Regions from separate parts of the Danio rerio genome. Here regions 1 and 3 are each linked to region 2. Evidence: chromatin contacts called from public HiCAR-type data. All regions are on one chromosome and are shown on one strand. The core of a region is the stretch at or near the end of the contact, and the rest is flanking DNA. Distances in the headings are between cores, read along the strand shown. Region 1 overlaps ppp1r9ba (protein phosphatase 1, regulatory subunit 9Ba). Region 2 overlaps LOC141381189 (a long non-coding RNA gene). Region 3 overlaps rapgefl1 (Rap guanine nucleotide exchange factor (GEF)-like 1).

Region 1 (3,863 bases), core at 142-2,641, 110 kb after region 2:
AATAGAGGCAATGTATGTTTGGTGCATTTCAACAAAACAGATTTCTTAAACAGATATATTTATTAAAATAATATTTTAGTCACCAAACATATTTAGAAACTAAAAGATAATACAATTAAATGCAAGCAAAATATTGCAAAAACAAATTACATCCTTAGACAAACTCCTTATTTGGCTTTAGTACAGACTAATCTAATGTATATGCACAAATATTCATAAAAATATTAATTTAAAAGATTGATTTGTGAAGGGTGTACATATACATATATATAGTGCTAGACTCAATCTTGTCTGATTCTCATTAACTCAGTCTAGTATCTCATCTCATCTCATCTTGTGGGATCTGTGTCTTGTTGAACTCCTAATACCCATGTTTCAAATACTTTAACTTTGACATAAAAGATTCAACAGACAAACTGTAATAGACTGATAGTTAAAAGAGAATGAGATAATTAGGTAAACTAAGCCAGACAGACAGGCAGATTATGAAATCAAATGTAAATAAAAGTTTTTAAAACCTAGATTTCTGATCATACAATTAATATAATGTTCAGCCGTTGGCATCCACAGGGCATCAATTCACAGGTAATTTATAGAGCAAATCACAGTCAGTAAAAGCAGCGTGAGACGGTCTGAACACTTTTTCTGGTCAGTTTTAAAATGGTCCTCATGTTCCACTGACCTCCTTAAACTTGTGAGCCAGTTTCTCTGGGTCCATCTCCACAGGAGAGAGCATGTCTTCATTCTCTGCCAGATCAAACACCTCAATGGCATTAGGAAACATGGGGCTCATCTCTTCCTCTTCATCGGTGGCACATTCACCCGTCTGAAAAGAACAGACAGAAAACAGAAGGACACTGAGACATTGTTGTGTGTGTTTAATGCAAAATACCCTCATGTAGGAGTCTGATCAGTGTGATAAAACCATCAACCACTAGATGTCAGAGTTAAGCAAGCCTGAAGCCAATAGGATTGGGAGGAAAACACATGCCAGGACACTATAAAAACACTCCTGTGACTGGCCAACCACCATTTTGAATTGACTGTGCAGCTGCAGGAAGATGAAGTAAAGCAAACTGAAGCCATTTGATTCATTTCCATGCTAGATTTGTACTTATTTGGAACCTTGGAGAACATCTCGGACCTTCAACAAACATCCATGCACCCAAATACTTGTCACTTGTGTATTTCTGAGAAAACTGAGCACCAGAGTGAAAAGCATGTACCAACACATCTGAAATGAAACAACCAGCCAGTACCCCACATCCAAAAGCGTCAATTACTCTGACCCCAAATGCCTGCCATACACCAAACAAGGCCTAAAGAGCGTGTCGCATATACACCATCACAAACATCCTTTTAAGGGGACTTCCACTGCAAGCTGAGACACGAGCAGGCAAAACTCCCGCACAATGACTTCCTGTCTGCAAACTCATATCAGGGTTCATGACACGCATAATGACACAAACATCTCAGTTCCTCTGATGCAATGTGGTGTGCTTGTTAATAATGACTTGTAAAATAAATTCTTTAGAATATTTACACCAATCTTATGTAGATCTGTAAAAAGAAAATTCCACAAGTACTCTAGATTTAATTGTATTTAAAACACAGATAAAGAGAGAGAGAGGACGGTTATTAGGAGGACAAAGAGCAACAGAGGAAATCTGCACAGGCTGCCAGGGTTACAGCTCTACTATTTACGAGCGGTGGCACACAGTTACAGAGAATCCAGGGTCAGGACCTCAGTTTAATGCTCTATGTCATCTGCTTCTTACACTATAGAGTCCCTGTCACTATCCTGCAGCATTGGGACCCACACAATTCAAAGTATGCAACACCTCACAAACACCTGTAGATGGTGATCCATCCAGATCCTGACAAGACTCAACACTGCTTAGCTTCAGTGGGCAACCAAAATATAGCTGTGGGAAATTATGAACATTCATCACCAAACTGAACCGTTTAAATGAAAAAGTTACATCTACATATTTTACCAAATTTGACAAAAGCTATAATTAACAAAGTCTTGAGCTTTTGGAATAAATACACAGTTTTCAGGTAAATCAGAGACTAATAAAACATTTCTAACATGTTCTATTTACATGACATCTAACAAGTGTTATTTGCAAAATAAAAAATAATATTTTAATAAAACTTCTTCAAAATGTTGATTAAAATAACTAAATTAGAAATGTAATAATATATATAATAATAAAACATTATCAACACACACAAATTAATTACATTACTTAAAACTATATTATTTTATTTATTGTTATTATTATTATTATTATATATAAAATTATATTCTTTACATTAAATTTGAGGTCTTTGTCTTTACAGAATGTCTTTTTCAAGTCACTACATTTAATATTGATAAATATTATGACAATAAAATAATCAAATTTCAATATTTATAATATTTATATAGAAAAAGTACTTTGCAATTCTTTTTTATGAATTATTAAACAAGTCTTGGGGCAGCGCGGTGGTACAGTGGGTAATGCAGTCGCCTCACAGCAAGGAGGATGCTGGTTAAGTTGGCATTTCTAAATGGAGTTTGCATGCTCTCCCCGTGTTTGTGTACGTTTCCTCCAGGTGCTTCGGTTTCCCCCACATTCCCAGCAAAAACATGCGCTGAAGGTGATTTGGGTGAGCTAAAATGTCCATAGTGTATGGGTGTTTCCCAGTGATGGGTTACGGCTAGAAGGGCATCCGCTGTGCAAAACATATGCTGGATAAATTAGTGGTGGTTCATTACGCTATGGCAAACTTTTTCATTAAAAGATTAATAAAGGGACTAAGCCAAAAAGAAAATGAATGAATGAATGAACAAACAAGTCTTCAGCATCTATTATTCTTCAGAAATCTCTTTAATCTGCTTAAAATACATGTACATTATATATAATATACTGTATACAATTTTAAATATATTATCATAATGATTATTATATATTATACTTTATTATATTGGCATTAAGGTCAGTAAACATTTTTAAATGTTTAGAAAGCATCTTAGCTGCATTGAATTGATAAAAACAATATTACAATGAAATATTTTCAAAAATATTTTAATATATTGTGAAATGTACCACGCAATTAACTCCTGAGACAGCACATGAGGATTTTCAGCATCATTACTGTGTTTTTCATATTATATATATAAATAAAATTGCAGAAACAACATGTTTTAAAGATTAAAGCATTTACTAAAAATAAAAAAGCTACATTACATTTGATCAATTTACTGAGTTTGATCAAATTATTAGTTTAGATTTTGTCTGTCCGTCTCTCTCTCTCTGCCTAAGAGAGATACTGTATAAAATATACTGTACAAGAAGAGCTGCTCCTGTATGTACAAATGTGTTTTTCTGTCTGAGTGAGCTCAGTTTGTCATACTGTCGGCCTGAACTCGGGCATGTGGATGAAGCAGCAGACAAACTGTCTGTTCGGGCAGTTCTCACCCGTTAAGACCATATCAGACTGACGTGAGTTCAGTGTTGCGGAGGAGAGCGCACTGAGAGCTTGGCCACTGAGCTGGCAAATCCAGCCGGCAGACGCACTGCCATTCAATCCTGCCCTTACTTTCACACCCGCCATCTCCAAGAATACTGTGAATCTTCCACCTCTCAATTATTAATCAATTCCCTTCACGCCACGCTAATGTGGGCAGGTGTGGAGGACAGCTATGAGATGCGTACAGGAAGTACAGCTTGAATGTGTTAAAGCAATGCAGTGCTTTAAATCAAGACTTAATTATGGTGATTGCACCATTTCTCATTTTGATGTTAAATGTTTTCCACTGCACGCAGCCAAATCATGCCCATCATTTAGAAGCATTACACTGCACACATTTCTTC
Region 2 (4,277 bases), core at 1,511-4,010:
ACGACAAACTTGAGCATGTGATAAGATGGACCCGAGTTTTTAATTGTGAACAAACAGTCTTTGGAGGAAAAGACAGCCGTTGTACATGTTAATACCTTCACAAATGCACAAATTGAAGACTTTTTGGGTCATATTCTAGCACGTTAAGATTGCTGTATTTTTCTGACTGCTTAACCTGCCGTGATGGTGCTTGTCCCTCTTTTAGCTGGGGCTGAACCCTCAAAACCTCCTCTTTCTCCGTCTGTCCCTTGTATCTTTTGACATTGTACTGTGTTAAATTCAATACTGTAATACTATCGAAGCGTTAACCTTGCCAGATACTGACCTACTTGACAGTGTAACTCGCTTGATTAGCTTTTTTTGTTGCTAAGTGTACATATTAAAGTATATTGAAGCCAGTGGTTTAATGAAAAATACTAAAACTAGTCATTTCTGAAATGCTGTCAATATGAACAAAGTCTGCAGGGAAACCTGCCGTTTAAATTTTCAATTTAAATTTTAATTTCTGAAAATGATTTGCAATTATTTGTTATTAATTTTATACAAATATATAAATAGTTATGATTGCGTTTGTTTTCTTTCAGGCACACTGTACAGGCATGCATGGTTTTATAGATATATTTCTTTGTGAAAGCAACTGTAGATGGCAACTTTGGCTGTGAGCTGTTATTCTTTGCCCCATTGTGGGAGTGCTATGATTGCATCTTTTGTAATCGTTCCCTTTATAATCGTTTCAGAGGAAAAGAGAAATCTAACAGTATAACTGAGATGTTGTCGTCCCCAACGTTGTTTAGACATGGATCATAAAGACTATTAGAAGATGTTGTATTACTTTCTATGCCTTAAAAGAGTTCATTGGTTTGACATATCTGTTTTTGTTTGATTAGACCTGACTACACTGTGAGGGCTTGTATGTTTCATAGATGTTTGAAAAATATTAAAAGTGTTTCATTTTTGTTTTGTGGAGCAATGTCAGGAGATGAAATTAAACAACAACTGAATATAACACTTCCCTTGTCTTGGCTCTTTGCTATTTACATGGCACATTCTCTGTAATTTACATGGCATTTTGCAATCTAGGACATGATATCGATATCATGATTTTCTTATCTTTTATTTTAGATCCTTTAGGTCATACTTTAAATGATGTAATTTAGCGCTCAAGAAATCTTTATTTCTATCAATATTTACATACTAACTGGCCACTTTAATAGGTACACCTTTGTTATACACAGGGTTGGACCCCCTTTCGCCTTCTGAACTGCCTTATTTCTTAAATAAAGTGGCATAGATTCAACAAGCTACTGGAAATATTCCTGAGAGATTTTGGTCCATATTGCAGTTACGGTGTGTTATCCTGAAGGAAGTAGCCATCAATAGATGGGGACACTGTGGTCATAATGGGATGGACATGGTCAGCAACAATACTTGGGTAGGCTCTGGTGTTGACACGATGCTCAATTGGTACTAATGGGCCCAAAGTGTGCCAAGAAAATATCCCCCACACCATTACACACCAGTCTAAACCGTTGATGCAAGGCAGGATGGATACATCCATGTTGTTGAGGCCAAATTCTGACCCTACTGTACCATCTAAATGTCGCAGCAGAGATCGAGACTCCTCAGACCAGGCAGTTTTCCAGACTTCTATGATCCAATTTTGATGAACCTGTGCAAATTTTAGCTTCAGTTTCCTGTCCTTGGCTGACAGGAGTGGCACCCGGTGTGGTCCTCTGCTTCTTTAGCCCATCCACCTTAAGGTTGGACGTGTTGATTGTTTAGAGAGGCTCTTTTGCAGACCTCGGTTGTAACGAGTGGTTGATTGAGTTACTGTTGCCTTTCTATCAGCTTGAACCAGTCTGGCCATTCTCCTCTGACCTCTGGAGTCAACAAGGCATTTGCGGACTCTTCTCTATAAACCCGAGATGGTTGAAAACCCCAGTAGATCAGCAGTTTCTGAAATACTCAGACCAGCCTGTCTGGCACCAACAACCTCGCCACGTTTAAAGTCACAGGCATACCTAAAAATAAAGTGGCCGGTGAGTGTATTTATGCTTGAATTATTGAATCATTAACGTGTCTTAATTCCCTGTTCAAATGTTAAGCCTACATTACTGTGGAAGTTTTACTTAACCTTTTTCATGTGCTCTTATTTATGACTTCTGCCTGGTGCATAGCATACTGCTCTCCCTTCTGATAATTGAGCATAAGATCTTAAAAGATGTGAAATGTGATCCCTATTAGTCGCTTTTGTAAACAACATTGCGATTTTTCCGCGTGTCCGCCAGTGGTTTTGTGTTAAATTGTGACTTTGCCAAAAGAGAAGCGTCTCCTTCTGCCGCACTGATGCTGCCAAGAGCTTCTGCCGCTTCGCTCTTTATAGCAGCGCCTCAAAATTACACCCAAAACCTGCTGCGGCGCTCATTTCAGCACTCTTTTAGCTTATTTTGGCATTTTGCTGTGGATTTACTGTCTTTAACAAGGCATTGGCCTGTTCGCAACTGATAGTTAGAGAAACACAAAATAAAACTTTTGTTTTCCACAGGCAGTAACGCAGTGTGCAGATTCCACAGTTCTAGACTGCTTATGTTTACCGCTAAATATGCATAACAAATCTTATATGTACGTGAGAGACTTAATTATAGATCACTTCAGCAGTACAACGTGATATAGAGCAATAGGCGGGAAAATTAGGTCAGGCTTAGCAGTGGTGTCGCTGTCAGTACTTCAAAATATCCACTTGGGGGAACTAATGCATTCATTCTCCACTGCTGCTCTGACATGCTTTGCCTCACAGCAGACTTAGATCTAAGCAGAGGCACTGCACTAGCTGAAAGGAGAACTTTTCTTTACTAATATTCCACCTTTGGAAAAAGACGAAAAATTTACGTTAGAGAATTATTGAAAGTAGGAGTTAAAATGCATACATGCACAATGATCTTTACAAAGTATTTTCCAGGCACCATACATGAAATATTTGCAATAAATCTGAAATGTCAGAATTACTTAAAAACGGATACACAAAAATGGCAAATGTATAACATTATCTTGGTAACTAGCCTGACTGAACAAAAGCTAAAGGAATAGATTCAAACATTTAGCTGAAAATATATTGGTCAAGATAAGAGTTTTATTTCAAGCATAAAAGCAATAAACATCTAATACTTTATTTATTTTAATGCTAGAGGATCTTGCTTAACTAGATTCTGTTCGTCTTAATTCAAAATTGACTAATGCAATATTTACAAAATCCACTTATTAAAATACCAGTTCGACAAGGAAATAAATATTGATTTAAAATAAAACTCTTGGGTGGAAAAAAAACATCTTAACTCGTAAGCCGGTTGGATGGTTTTAGCCTATGTACCAGTCTGGTTTTAGAGGGGGTTTGGCTATTTCAGCCTGGTCTAAACTAGTCAGGCTGAGAGACCAGCTGGAATAACCAGCTTGGTTTAAGCTGGACTTAGCTGGTTTTGGCTTGTCTTCTAGGTTGGCCAAGCAGGTTTTTGCTGGTCATCTCCCAGTTTGCCATCTCCCAAAACCCAAATTGAGTAAGTTTAATTTTTACACAACTATTATTTATTATGCTAAATGATAAATCTGCACGCGTAGAAATCCACAGACTTTTAGCCCATCGTTAAGTCTATGTATTTTACTTGTGTAAATGTTTGTACAATTATATTTATTCAGTTTTTAATTTATTTTACTAATATTTCTGTAATTTGAGACAATAATTTATTATAATTAATTGTTGATTTCATATATTATGTTGTTAGCGATACTCCTAAAAATCATTCTGCATAGATTTTTTATTTATTTTCTATCTTATTTATTATATATTCTCAGCAGAAATAGCAAAAAATATCTGCAGATTCTGTCTGGCCCTACGCTGTTAAACCCAAAAAGTTAAGAACTCAAACTGTTTGAGGAAACTCATCGCAACAAACCATTTAAGTTCAAACACTAATCCTAACGAGTACTGTGAACTTAATATTTGCGTAAATGAAGTAATTTGAGCACAGTAAAACACGATAAATGAAAAGAACTCTAACCAAATGAATACTGTAAAACTCATTTAAAACCATTTAAGTAAAAAAACAATCTATATGAGTACTGTGAACTTTCTCCATTTAAGTTGAAGTAATGAGGTATTTAATTAACTCATTACCTTCATCACTGAGTTCAAAACCTTTCAAATGAGTAGAATTAACTTTCAGTCAATTTTGAGTTTACTACACTTATTTGATCAAGTTGACTGTTGGGTTTTACAGTGAAAT
Region 3 (4,089 bases), core at 582-3,081, 91 kb after region 2:
CAGTAATATAATATTAATTTTACAGTAATAAAACAGCATCATGGTGGCGCAGTGGGTAGAATGATCGTCTCACAGCAAGAAGGTCGCTGGTTTGAGTCTTGGCTGGGTCTGTTGACGTTTTTATGTGGAGTTTGCGTGTTCTCCCTGTGTTAGTGTGGGTTTCCTCCGGGTGCTCCGGTTTCCCCTACAGTCCAAAGACATTTTGAATTGGGTAGGCTAAATTGTCTGTAGTATATGTGTGTGAATAAGAGTCAGTGAATGTTTCCCAGTGATGGGTTGCAGTTGGAAGGGCTGTGTAAAACAAATGGACATGGATAAGTTGGTTCATTCCGCTGTGGCGACACCAGATTAATAAATGGACTAAGCCGAAAAGAAAATGAATTAATTAATAAAACAATAATTTTAATAAAATATTAAAATAACTAATTTATGTTGAAATATAATTTGAAATAATTATCCTGTGATGGCAAAGATTCATTTTTAGCATCTTTGCTGATCTGGAACCCAACTGTTATAATATGCCTGCATAGTTGAAGTCAGAATTTTTAGCCCCTTGTATATTTTCCCCCCCAAATATCTGCTTAAAGGAAAGACAATACATTTCTAATCATACTAGTTTTAATAACTCATTTTTTCATCGTTGCTGTGATGACAGTACATAATATTTGACTAGATATTTTTTTAAGATATTAGTATTCAACTTAAACTTAAACATTTTAAAGCTTCACTAGGTTAATTAAACAAGTTACGGTAATTAGGCAAATCCTTCTGTAGAGGCTTCTGTAACTGAGCTAATAATATTTACCTTAAACAAATAAGACATTCTCCAGAAGAGAGATATAATATATCATATATTATATATATAATATATTATATATTAAAATAAAATAATGAAATAAATAAAAAATATCCTCACCCTGTTAAATATACATTTAAAAAAGTAAAATATGAAATTAAATATTTGAAAAAGAAAGGAAAAAAATCCACAGGAGGGCTAATAATGTTAACTTTAACTGTATGTTTAGAATATTGATTGTTTTTGCAATGTTCTGCTGGGAATCATTTGTCAGGTGCTACTAAAGTCAACCAATTTAAATAATAGTTAATACATAGTTTACATCATTCATTCATTTTCTTTTCGGTTTAGTCACTTTATTAATCCGGGGTTGCCACAGTGGGATGAACCACCAACTTATCTAGCATATATTTTACACATCGGATGCCCTTCCAGCCGCAACCCAACACTGGAAAACACCCATACACTCTCATTCACACACATACACTACAGAAAATTTAGCTTATCCACCTACAGAAAAAAACGGAAGACGGAGCACTCGGAGGAAACCCACGTGAACACGGAGAACATGCAAACTCCACACAGAAATACCAACTGACCGAGCCAGAGCTCAAACCAGCGACCTTCTGGCTATGAGGCAATCATGCTACCCACTGTGCCACCAGTTTACATAATACTATATATTAAATTAACTTCTACAAAACTTAATTGAGAAAAAAAGGCATTTTTTTTTAGCATTGCATGATCCTTACTCTTATTTGATTTCTACCTTTTTAAGGATGATAGATATTTGTACTGGAGTCTAATGATGCATAATGTTTGTGCTCAGTTGTTTGGTGCAGTTAATTCTGTGAGTGAGTTTAGCGGTGCAGGTTTGCAGATGACGAGCTGTTGGTGTTGTGAACCTGCAGTTTTAGTCCTGCCAGAACATGATTGACAGCTGAAGCTGATGCAGAGGCGGAGTGACAGTTCTTTCTGAAGATCAGGCAGGACAATGTGCAGCTATTCATAGAGCCTGAAAGAGCCTGGCGCACTCTCTCTCTCCATTTTCTCTCAGTTTTTCTTTCTTTCAACTCCCTTTCTTTTGGAGAAGTGTGGTTTAGCAGTGTGTGTGTGGTCAGCTGGACATGAATGTTTGAGATCACATGAATGTGAGTCTCTCAGCTCAAACACGCCACCATGTGATCTGACACTGAATCTCTCACACTCACACACACACACACACACACACACACACCTACCTTTGTGGAGGATGCTATAATTCTTTCATTTCAACACTATCTTTTATGTTCTTTATCTTTGTTCTTTGTTTATGAGACTCCTTTAATCACCTTTTAATCAATGAGTAGTGGTTTTAGCTGTGTGCTAATTTTGCAATAAATTTGATTAATGATTAATTTAAAAAGAAATCATAAAACTTTCTGAAAATACAGCTCAACATAAAATAAACAAATGTGTATAAAATCAAGACATAGGTGTGCGTTTATACAATGCTCAGCATATATAAGCACACCCCTCACAAATCTCTCTTTTTAAACTCATATTTTAAATAGGAAACTGTACAATGTTATATTTATGAATATACTTTAGATTAGTCAGTACTGAAGCCAAATCTGGAGCTTATTTAACAAAATAACGGTCCAAAAACTTGTACAGCCAAATTTATATGTTGTAGAAAAATCTTAAATACAAATAAAAAAAAGGAAAAATCAAGAAACGCAAAAAAATTATAATAATAACATGTAAAATTACATTGAAATTTTGAAGGTTGTAATTTATTTTTGCAATATTTAGCCTGAAATTAATTGTATTATCTTTTAATTTCTAAATATGTTTGGAGACTAAAATATGATTTGAATAAATATATCTATTTAATAAATCAGTTTTTTAATCAGTTGTTTAAATGCACCAAAATACATTGCCCATATTAACTGAGAAATGGAGAAAAATACTCATTTTCAAAATGGGCTGTACTCAGTTATGCTGAGCACTGTATAATACAAAAAACAATGAAATACACTGACTTGCATTTGAATGTTTGGATGTTTTTCAAGCAGCTCCTTTATCTGATGTGTGTTTTTCTTCCTGTCCAACAGCTATGGAGGCCGAGCCGTCCCCTTCGCACCTCCAGACGAAAGCGTACGTCCGGCAGCTGCAGGTCATCGACAATCAGAACCTGCTTTTTGAGATGTCCAGCAAACTGGAGCCAAAAGACATGTGAAGGGACCTACAAGCCATATCTAGAAAACCTCCAGACACAGACACTTCATTCTCCACCGTCACGGATCAAGCCAGCTGGGCTGTCAATCATCTCAGGCTCCGCCTCCGCATCACCGATCGACGAATAGTGTCCATGAATTGTGCTTTGAGTGAGATTCTGTGTCAGTGTTGATTATGAGCATTCATTATTCGCCATATCTGGATTCGTTTTTCAGACTATTTTTCTGCTGAAGGGAAACCTCTCCTGATTGCACTGCCATCAGTCGAACTGAACCAAACCGGAATAAGCTTATTCGTATTGTCGTCCGGGCCTTCAGAAACACTGCACTTTTTCAATTTTATTTTATTTTACTCATTCATGACCCTTAAATACATGTGACAATCTGACCTGTGGTCTTCCCTCGTCCCTTGCCAACACTGGCACTTACTGCACCCCATGTGCAAACTGGCCTGCAGTCATTCAATGTTTGTGTTCTGAACAATATGGATCCCCAGCCATCAATAGAGTCCCAATCCAAGACCAGCTCCACTATCCTGAAGACAGAGGACATCGGTGAATGTAGCTACTGCGTAAACCACTTCATGTCAGTGTTCATCATGAAAACCAAACAGCAGGTATACAGTGCTCAGCATAATTGAGTACAGCCCATTTTGTAAATGAATATTTTTCTCCATTTCTCAGTGAATGTAGGAAATGTTTGTTTAGTGCATTTTAAAAAAATCTGATTTATTAAACAGATATATTTAATCAAATCATATTTTAGTCACCAAACATTTAAAAATTGGAAGAAAATTCAATTAAATTTGAGCAAAATATTGCAAAAACAAATTACAACCTACAAAATTTCAACTAAATTTTTATGTTTTTTTCGTCGCTTTTCTAGATTTTTCCTCTTGTTTAAATTTGTATTTAATATTTTTCTATAACATAAATTTGGCTGTACTAGTTTTTGGACCGATATCATAAGTGATTTTGTTAGATAAGCTCCAGATTTGGCTTCATCACTGACTAATCTAATGTATATGCATACATATTATATTGTATAGCTTCCTATTCAAAATATGAATGTAAA

The links. HiCAR-type assays count read pairs that join an accessible place to other places.
Region 1: a HiCAR-type map of caudal fin shows a contact between it and region 2, with 6 times the contacts expected there. The contact joins two enhancer-like sites. A contact is called at or near these places in 5 of 18 Hi-C or Micro-C datasets (caudal fin, embryo and hematopoietic stem cells) and 1 of 4 datasets of contacts at active chromatin or transcription factors (caudal fin).
Region 3: a contact with region 2 is called in a HiCAR-type map of caudal fin, with 5 times the contacts expected there. The contact joins two enhancer-like sites. A contact is called at or near these places in 6 of 18 Hi-C or Micro-C datasets (caudal fin, embryo, skeletal muscle and 1 more) and 1 of 4 datasets of contacts at active chromatin or transcription factors (caudal fin).

The regions. Positions count from the first base shown.
Region 1 is chr3:22,060,154-22,064,016 of GRCz12tu, reverse strand. It overlaps ppp1r9ba (protein phosphatase 1, regulatory subunit 9Ba), which reads right to left. Exons shown (of 12, transcript XR_012400947.1): 7 at 683-826. Among named protein-coding and RNA genes, the nearest start is that of ppp1r9ba, 74 kb to the right of the region's middle. Within about 2 kb of position 1,391, at least 19 of the 62 cell types and tissues checked have an H3K27ac peak or open chromatin away from gene starts, as enhancers often do. A contact at or near this core is called in caudal fin, where this site is marked.
Region 2 is chr3:22,173,249-22,177,525 of GRCz12tu, reverse strand. The region is part of intron 2 of LOC141381189 (a long non-coding RNA gene); the gene reads right to left. It overlaps casc3 (casc3 exon junction complex subunit), which reads left to right. Exons shown (of 13, transcript NM_205716.1): 13 at 1-1,006. Among named protein-coding and RNA genes, the nearest start is that of rapgefl1, 20 kb to the right of the region's middle. Within about 2 kb of position 2,760, at least 4 of the 62 cell types and tissues checked have an H3K27ac peak or open chromatin away from gene starts, as enhancers often do. A contact at or near this core is called in caudal fin, where this site is marked.
Region 3 is chr3:22,081,238-22,085,326 of GRCz12tu, reverse strand. It overlaps rapgefl1 (Rap guanine nucleotide exchange factor (GEF)-like 1), which reads left to right. Exons shown (of 17, transcript XR_012400951.1): 16 at 2,893-4,089. Among named protein-coding and RNA genes, the nearest start is that of rapgefl1, 72 kb to the left of the region's middle. Within about 2 kb of position 1,831, at least 4 of the 62 cell types and tissues checked have an H3K27ac peak or open chromatin away from gene starts, as enhancers often do.